Regions from separate parts of the Mus musculus genome. Here regions 2 and 3 are each linked to region 1. Evidence: chromatin contacts called from public Micro-C and promoter capture Hi-C data. All regions are on one chromosome and are shown on one strand. Each heading gives the region's core, a stretch centred on a gene start, on an enhancer-like site or on the middle of the called end of the contact. The rest is flanking DNA. Distances are from core to core; before and after follow the strand shown. Region 1 holds the start of Snx22 (sorting nexin 22). Region 2 overlaps Zfp609 (zinc finger protein 609). Region 3 holds the start of Oaz2 (ornithine decarboxylase antizyme 2).

Evidence for each region. Promoter capture Hi-C pulls out the DNA fragments that hold promoters and counts their contacts. A called contact is a pair of places that touch in the nucleus more often than the background predicts.
Region 2: a promoter capture Hi-C map of liver shows a contact between it and region 1, with 2.1 times the contacts expected there. The contact joins the enhancer-like site here to the promoter of Snx22 in region 1. A contact is called at or near these places in 6 of 39 promoter capture datasets (the C10 cell line, embryonic stem cells, hematopoietic stem and progenitor cells and 2 more), 1 of 484 Hi-C or Micro-C datasets (pre-B cells) and 1 of 115 datasets of contacts at active chromatin or transcription factors (large pre-B cells).
Region 3: a contact with region 1 is called in a Micro-C map of embryonic stem cells, with 3 times the contacts expected there. The contact joins the promoter of Oaz2 here to the promoter of Snx22 in region 1. A contact is called at or near these places in 10 of 39 promoter capture datasets (the 3T3-L1 cell line, the C10 cell line, the HPC-7 cell line and 5 more), 1 of 15 datasets of contacts at CTCF or cohesin (large pre-B cells), 7 of 484 Hi-C or Micro-C datasets (B cells, CD4 T cells, CD8 T cells and 3 more), 8 of 115 datasets of contacts at active chromatin or transcription factors (the 230-238 cell line, embryonic forebrain, embryonic stem cells and 5 more) and 1 of 9 other capture datasets (macrophages).

What each region holds. Positions count from the first base shown.
Region 1 is chr9:66,068,452-66,071,151 of GRCm38.p6, forward strand. It overlaps Snx22 (sorting nexin 22), which reads right to left and starts at 1,308. Exons shown (of 6, transcript NM_001379335.1): 1 at 1,155-1,308; 2 at 723-806; 3 at 235-339. The coding sequence starts at 1,229.
Region 2 is chr9:65,696,853-65,699,579 of GRCm38.p6, forward strand. Zfp609 (zinc finger protein 609) reads right to left here. Exons shown (of 10, transcript NM_172536.3): 7 at 642-817; 8 at 180-396. Among named protein-coding and RNA genes, the nearest start is that of Oaz2, 22 kb to the left of the region's middle. Within about 2 kb of position 1,284, at least 6 of the 459 cell types and tissues checked have an H3K27ac peak or open chromatin away from gene starts, as enhancers often do. A contact at or near this core is called in liver, where this site is marked.
Region 3 is chr9:65,675,119-65,677,818 of GRCm38.p6, forward strand. Oaz2 (ornithine decarboxylase antizyme 2) reads left to right here and starts at 1,430. Exons shown (of 5, transcript NM_010952.3): 1 at 1,430-1,647. The coding sequence starts at 1,628.

The sequences.
Region 1 (2,700 bases), core at 58-2,557:
ACACACACCTCATGAAGAAAATACAGGAAAACACCCTAAGGGTGAAGAATCTACTCATTGGATTATTCAAAACTTTCAATAACCCAGATAGAAAAGTTCGTACTCATTTGGATAAAGAGCCTGAGATACTGAATAACAACCCCAAGTTGTGGGACCCAACACACTCCCACATCTCTAACTGGGTCTCCCCTGGTCCCTCAGACTTAGGGGCAACCAAGTGTACCCCGTGCACACCTGGATGTAGGTCTCTAATCCCTGCCGGCGCTGTTCCAGTCCTCTGGTCCTCCAGTTGGGCAGGCGTTTTGAGGGAAAGTCAGGCACTTTGTACCGTTTCTTGATCTGTACATCAGTTACAGAGGTGAGTTCCCAGCAAAGCACTCAAGCCCACTGCATCTAGCTGAGGACTTTCTCCAGTCCTCTCTATATGTCTGTCTTTAAGCTTCAACCTGGGACAGCTGGCAAGAGGTGGTTGGGACAGAAGTGACAAGCCAGAGAGTGGAAAGGACGCACACGGACAAGGTCAGTCTGAGCTGAGCTCTAGCCATTGCGTCCTCCCCGCGAGGGGCCCTGCAGCCCAGGGGGAGTCGCCTATGATCTGCACCCTCCTGGGGGCTGGGACAGTAATGGGGGTGACCAACCAGAAGCTGGGATCAGAGCTCTTTCTCATGCCACCGAGGGACCTGGCCTGGAGCCAAATCGGTGGGTAGTCCGCGACATCTCACCCGCTTGTGTAGAGCGTGGAACTCGCTGTAGCGCCGCGGCACGGTGTGTCTGCGTCCGCTGTACAGCACCTCCACTTGGAACACCTGGCGGGCGGAGGAGTGCAGACGGCGGGTCCAAAGGATGCAGTAGGACCCGCGCCGCGAGACGCGCCCAATTTCTGGTGTTAGAAAGGCACAAAGCCGACTTGGCGTGCCACCATCAGGGAAACCCCTTCCGAACCCCAGACACACCTGAAAGAAAAGGGTAACCGGCCCTCCCCTCTGCTCCAAGCGACCCCTCAAGAGCCCAAACCATTGTCCAAGGGGCTGGCAAAGCCAAGTAACCCCGAACCTTTGCGACGAATGTCCTAGCCCTGAATTCTGGGTCCCTTTTGCGCTGATCGCGAAGATAATCGGTAGATCCCCGCACACACTCTTCGTCCATTTGCTCACCATGTGGCCTTTCTCTGGACTCTGCCTGGGCCCTTCGGCCTCGGGCCCCACCGAGGGAATGTGAACTTCCAGCATCCGCGCCCCGACCCGGCTGCAGCCTCTCCCGGATCGAGCGCTTGGGCACCCGAACTCCCTGGAGCAGCCAAGCAGCCCTAAGAGGCTGACCCGCCCTCGGGCTCCAGGCCCTGCCCCCGGGCCGTAGGCTCCGCCCCACTCTCTGGATTTTTCAGCCCCAGGCTCCACCCTCTGATACGGGAGCCCGCCCTCGCCACGCCCAGGGTGTTCCCTGGCTCACTAAAGTCCTGAGGCCAGAAGATAACACCATGGGTCGCCATGCAAGGGAAGGAACCTTCAGCAGGGTCACCCATTTGTCAAACATTTCCCTAGTATCCCAGGTAGTCAGCCGAGGTACATTTTACCTGGTCTCTCTAAAATTTCACCTGGTCTTTGTTGAATGTCCTGGATGCTAAGGTGTCAGAGGAAGGCACAGTGGGTTTCAGGTCTGGGCTTCCGGTTAGGACCATCCTTGTTCTTAGAGAACCTAGCCACCACAACCTTCCCTCTTTCATGTGGTCCCTGGTAGCACCACCTGAAGACTCCAACTGAGGTAGTGCCGGGGTGAGGCTGGGATCCATTCTAGCTTTGATGAGCACCTACAAACCATTCATTTATTCCATCCACCCGTCCATCCATTCATCCTTCCTACCTTAGCATGCCTAGTTTGCTTCAAGCTAGTGTATGGGGAAGAGGCAGTTTAAAAACCCAGGCTTGGCACTGAAAGTCGAATGGCCTAGATATCAAGAACTGTGTGGAGTTTCTGCACAGCTGTAAAGCAGGTAACATAAGTATAAACACTGAGTGAAGCTGGGCGGCACGGGCCAGGGGTTCCACTTATCTATGAGGCTGAGGCAAGAGAATTGTTTGAAACCAGGAATTCAAAGTCAGCTTGAGCAACTCAGCCAGGACCCAATAGTGGCTTCCTTATGGGCTTGTTCAGCTGGGATGGATGGGTGATGATGGACAGATAATAAGAAGTAGGTACAGAAATGTGTGTAGAGAAGAGGAACAAAAATGAGTGTAGAGGCGGTGGCCCCAGCTGCTCTCATCCGCCCTGCTGGTCTTCTTCAGAATGTAGTAGGATTTTTGTTTGGCACATTGCTTAGTTTGGGTTTGGTTTTTCTAAATATGTAGATACGTTTTCTCTGTGTAGCCCTTGCTGTCCTGAAACTCCATCTTTAAACCAGGCTGGCCTCTAACTCAGAGATCTGCCTGCCTCTGCCTCCCAAGTACTGGGATTAAAGATGTGTGCCTGCCTGGCTATAGTAAGATTTCAAGACAGAATGATCACTTCATGTGTAAACACAGAAATGGCTTCCATTTCTACCTCAGCCCCACACTCCTTACTGGGCTCTAGGTAAAGTGCTCAATGGCCCAGTGTTCTGTTCTCAAACTGGGTCATGTGTGATGGTTATTCTGAATTGCCAACATGGCTACAGGTAGAGTTAACTAAAAAGACAAAACAAACAAACAAAAAAAAAAGACCACC
Region 2 (2,727 bases), core at 34-2,533, 370 kb before region 1:
GGATTTCTGAGTTCGAGGCCAGCCTGGTCTACAAAGTGAGTTCCAGGACAGCCAGGGCTACACAGAGAAACCCTGTCTCGAAAAACCAAAATCTGGGGGTGAAAGATTCTTTGAGGGCAGGGGCCTTGTTACAGGCAGTACTACTGAAATGGAAACAAAGCTGGAGGAAAGAGCCTTACCTGCGGCATAGGGTAGGTTGTACTGTGCTGGGAGCAAGGAATAGCCCAAGTGGTGGTGGTGGTGGTGTGTGGACATCAGGCGCTGGGAAGGGGATGTGCGGGGCCGGTCGGCACTCCTGTCAGTACCTCCTGCTCCCGCAACACTGCCACAGCTGCCACCACCCCCAACCACCCCACAGCCTCCTCGATCTCTCTCCTGAGAATTTTTATCACTTATCTGGAAAGGAAAGGAGACATATCAAGACACTATAATGAGATATATACACACTAGTGATCTAACCAGTGTCCTATATTATGACTCTAAAACTGCAGGGTATCTACAAATAGAGGGAGTGCCCTTATGAGGCTGGTATCAAGTCACCCAAGTAGCATCTTGTCAGGGCCTGCACTTGCCCACTCCTCCCATGCTGTGGCTTCTACTCCGTGGTCTTTGGACAAGGACCTGGGCTGTCCTCCACTTACCGTGGGAGACTTGCTCTTGTAGTGACTGGCATGTTGCTGCAAGATGTCCAGGGCTTTGGACTCTGAGCTGGCTTTACAGCTCACACTGGGGCTGGCACGGGCCTTGTCAGCGTCCTCGCCACCTGAGACCTTGCTGCCATACGGGGAGAAAGAATAGCTGGAAGGCAAATAGGAACCTAGGAAAGGGGAAATCAAGCAGTCAGAGGAAATGAAGGCAGAAGAGACTGCTCTAGTGAAGGGTCAGGTGGCATCAGCTCGCCTAAGCAGTCCCAGACACTTTTAACCACAGCTCCTGGCTTCCTCCTCTTTTAACAAGCTAAGAACAGGTGAAGGGATAGCATATAGCACTCGGTTTACCAAAGCTGACTTCTCAGTTCTCCTGAGTTATCTCAGAGTCCTATGATAAAGTGGAAAGATCCAAGGAGTTAAAGTCAGACAGCCTTGGGCTGCATAACTGTAAATGAAGTGACAGCCTTTTGAGTTTCAGTTTATTATCAAAATGAAGATATTAGCAGGCATGACAGTACAGCCATAATCCCAACACAGGTGGTTGGGACAGAATTCTGCACTCAGTGTCAGCCTAGACTACATGAGATCCTGTTCTCCAAAACAAGGGCTGGTGAGATGGCTCATGGGTAAAAGGACTTGCTGCCAGGCCTGATGACCTGAGTTTGATCCCAGCACTCAGGCTAGAAGCAGGCAGACCTAGGTGAAGTTGAAGCCAGTTTCATCTATTCCAGGCCAGCCAGGATTACATAATGAAACCATGTTTTAATTGGAAAAGAAAAAGGGGTGGTGGTGGTGGTAGGCCAGGTGTGGGAGTACACACCTTCAATTCCAGTACTGGAGAGGCAGAGGCAGGCAGATTACTGAGTCAAGACCAGCTTGGTCTACATGATGAGTTCTGAGACAGCCAGGACTGTTTCAAAAAAGGGTGGTGGTCCTGGAGAGATGGCTCAGTATCTGGTAAGAGTACTTATTGTTCTTCCAGAGAACCTGTGTTCAATTCTCAGCACCCACATCAGGTGGCTGACTGTAACCCCAGCTCCAGCGGAGCTGATGTTCTCTGTAAACACTGTGATTACATGCATTTTTTCCTTCTCCCTCTCTTGCCCCTCACATACACACATTTATAAACAAATCTAAAAAATAAGCAAAAGATACTAGTACAAAAAGAACAGGAGCATATATAATGCTCTAATCCAGGACTAGGGAGGCAACAGTAAGAGGATTGTTTCAAGGAAGGTAGCCTGAATACAGTAAATTCTAGCATAGAATTTACAGAATCTAGTTCCAGCAAAGTCTTTTCCCAAACAAGCAACAGGAAGATAGGTGCACACACACCTGTAGTGTTAGCTGAGGCAGGAAGATGAGATGAAGGTCAGCCTGGGCTTAGATGGCCAGACTATGTCTCAGAAACTGAAGCTGGGCTGGAGAGACACATCAGTGGTTAAGAACACTTGCCTCCATTGCAAAGGACCCAGATTTCATGTCTAGCACCTCCATGGTGGCTCCACCTTTCCTGGCTTTCCTGGGTATCATGCATGCACATGGTGCACATAAATACATTCAGGTAAACATTCACACAAACATACGCAACCATGCTTGCATACAAGCACGAGGATCAAAGCTCAGATCACCAGGGCCTACAGAAAAGGCCAGGTCAAAGTGCTCATAGTTCTACAAGTGTGAGGGTACAGACAGCAAAACCCCTGGAACTCGTGGCAAGTCAGTCTAGAATAATTGAGTTTTAGGTTCAGTGAGAGACCCTGTTTAAAAAAATAAATCATGGAAGAAGATAAATGACATTGACCTCTGACCTACACACAACATGCAAATGCATAGAAACACAAGCTGGGTGTGGTGGCTATGCTTATAATTCCAGCACTTGCGAGCAGAGCCAAGAAAAAGGAGGAAAGCTGGTTAATTATAGGCTAACAAACAAGGGCTCCATAATATGACTGTCTCAACAATGAAGACAGAACAACAGGGAAAAATGCATAAATCATTTAAGACAGTGCATGGCCCAGAGACAAGCCTCAGCGGATGGAGCTTTATTTGTATATAGGTGGTAGGCACACTGTGA
Region 3 (2,700 bases), core at 180-2,679, 390 kb before region 1:
ACAGGTTTTTCAAGCTGTCTCTTCTGCGTGTTGCTTTCTTTGCAGTGTCCTTCAGACTGAGTACTTACCTCATATTGTGATGGCCTCTCTCTCTGGACAGATTGTGACATCCAAGGTAGGTACATTGCCTGGCCCATTGTGGAAGCTTCCTGGATTCCTGCCCATGCTAGAAGCACATAGTATGTAGCTATTTACTGAACTTTGACTAAATGAACGGATGATTTGAGGTGACCACTGTGGTCTGAGAGTGCATCCTCTCCCTTTCCCTCTGCCCCACCTCTCTCTCTCTCTCTCTCTCTCTCTCTCTCTCTCTCTCTCTCTCTCTCTCCCCTCCCTCCCCCACCCCCAAGATAGGGTCTCACCATGTTACACTAAGCAGCCTGGAACTTGTTGCCTGCGTACTACAAGCTGGCCTTCAACTCACAGAGCCTCACCTGCCCCTGCTTCCTGGGTGCTAAGATAGATAAAGGCTTACACAGTCTCTACTGACTGCAGTCTAAGTTGACTGCACAGGTTTGACAACTAGGGTTCTCCTGTGAGTGTGGCTGGGATTTGGGGGTGTGTGTACATTGCTGCCTGGCCTCTGTGATTAGAGGGCCAGGTAAGACAGTGGCAGTGCACTAGGTGCCTTGCATGATCGATTGAAGCAGCTTGCACCGATTGGCTGGAAGCCACTGTCATTGTACTATGAATTGAAGGAAAAGATCTGTGGGATTAGATTCACACTGGAAATGGTGCTACTCTATGAGGAGTATTCTTCTATTTCAGATTTTGTTTTGTTTAGTGACATGGGTTTACAAATACTATTCTCCGGTTTCGGTTTGGCCACACACCAAAAGCAGCAAGTGCCCAGTGTGGTGAGGCACACTATTTCCAGCACTTGGCAGGACAGGAAGTAAAGGAAGGAGGATGGGGGTTTCCAAGTCATCTTCCAGTGAGTCTGAGGCTAGCCTGAGCTACAAAGACTGTATCAAAAAACAAACAAAAGGCAGACATGAACGAGTGGAGAGGGCTCAGCGGATAAGAGCACCGGTTGGTCTTCAGAGGACTTGGGTTCAATTCCCAGCCTCTACATGGCAGGTCACACTGTCTGTAACTCCTGTGCCAGGGGATCTGACATCCTCATATAGAGATACATGCAGGCAAAACACCAATGTGTATAAAAAATAAACATACATAAATGATTAAGAAAGAACAAAAGCAGAAATGAAGACTGGCCTTAGCCAAGCAGAACCTGAGTTCCTGGCATCGAGAGAGACCTCTTTCCCCTCTTCTCCCTGGCTACCGCCCCTCTTCCCGAGATGATAGCTTGCCCTTAGTACGCCTGCGCCCAGGCGGGGCGGTGCTTCGCCCTTTGTTGTGGGCCCCAGTTTCCCAGGACACCAAGCGGCGCTGGGTGGGGCTATGCAGATGAGGTACTTGGGGGCGGGGCGGTTGCGCGGCGGCGGCCGGGGAGGGTCAGTTGGAGGCAGGCGCTCGCTGAGGCAAGAGGAGGGCACTCGGCCCGCGGCCTGACAGGGACTTAGCCCACAGAGACCGGCCCGCGCGCGCGACCCCACACCCACCCACTCGTCCACCTACCCACTCCCCGCGCCGCCTCCTCCCACCCTGAGCAGAGCCACCGAGGATGATAAACACCCAGGACAGGTAACGGCCCGGCGCAGGCTCCCCGCCCCCATCCTCCCTCCGCAGCTCCAGAGGCCTTCGCACCCCCCCCCACCCCCGCAGCCTGCCCCCAGCCCCCAGGGGGCTCCATCCGCTCCCACTGTTCCTCTCGCCATCCCAGCCACTGCCACCCGAGTCCTGAAATCGGGCCTCCTTCCGTCCTTTAGCCCCCTTCCTCCAGCCCTGCCCATCCCCCTCATCCGGGTTTTCTCCTCGCCCGGAGCCCCCCCCCCCCAAAAAAAAAAAAAAACCTGGACATAGCCAGTCAGTCGCTCCGTTTTCTTAAGCCCAGTGGGACGGTGCCCAGTCCCCCATACTGTGGGCTTTCTCCCACAGATTCCCCGAATTGGTTCTTATCTTCCCTAAATCTTTCTTACTCCTCCACAAGTCACTTAATCGCTTTAAATCCATTCTCTAGTGAAAATTGCTTCCCAGGCAGACTCCTCTCAGCCCTGCCTGGCTGTCCCCAAAGACAAGCTCTGTCCGGCAGTTCTCAACTCAACCCTTTCCCCCTCTTCCCACCTCCTTGGGATGTGCAGTCCCACTCTCTTCCCCACCCTTCTCCAGGTAGGCCCCATTTTCCTGTCTGGGAACCCCCACTCTTTATTTCTCTAACACTATGGAGTCCATTCCTGCCCTCCAGCCTGTTTTTCCAATGATGTTGCCAACACTCTTCTACACACTCTTACCCTTTAAACACTACAAAGTCTCAGTTGGTACTCATCTTACCGCCCCCCCCCTTCTTTAAAATCATTACAATGCCCAACTTAGTCTCTCCCCTTTCCTGGGAAGATCATTAAGTGCTACCCCCTTTTAAATTTCACTCCAGGGCCTCCAAAACCAGATCCTGGGCCTTTGGAAGTTACCTACCTCAAGACCCAATCCCTGTTTCCCCCAGGATTTGAAATGCATTATTCTTTTGAAATGGTGTGGGTTTCTTAACTTTCAACCAAAGTAGGCAGAAGTCATCCCTTTAGTTACCCTCCCTTTTTCCATGTCCTCAGATATCCCACATTTCTGTCCCAGACAGACGCT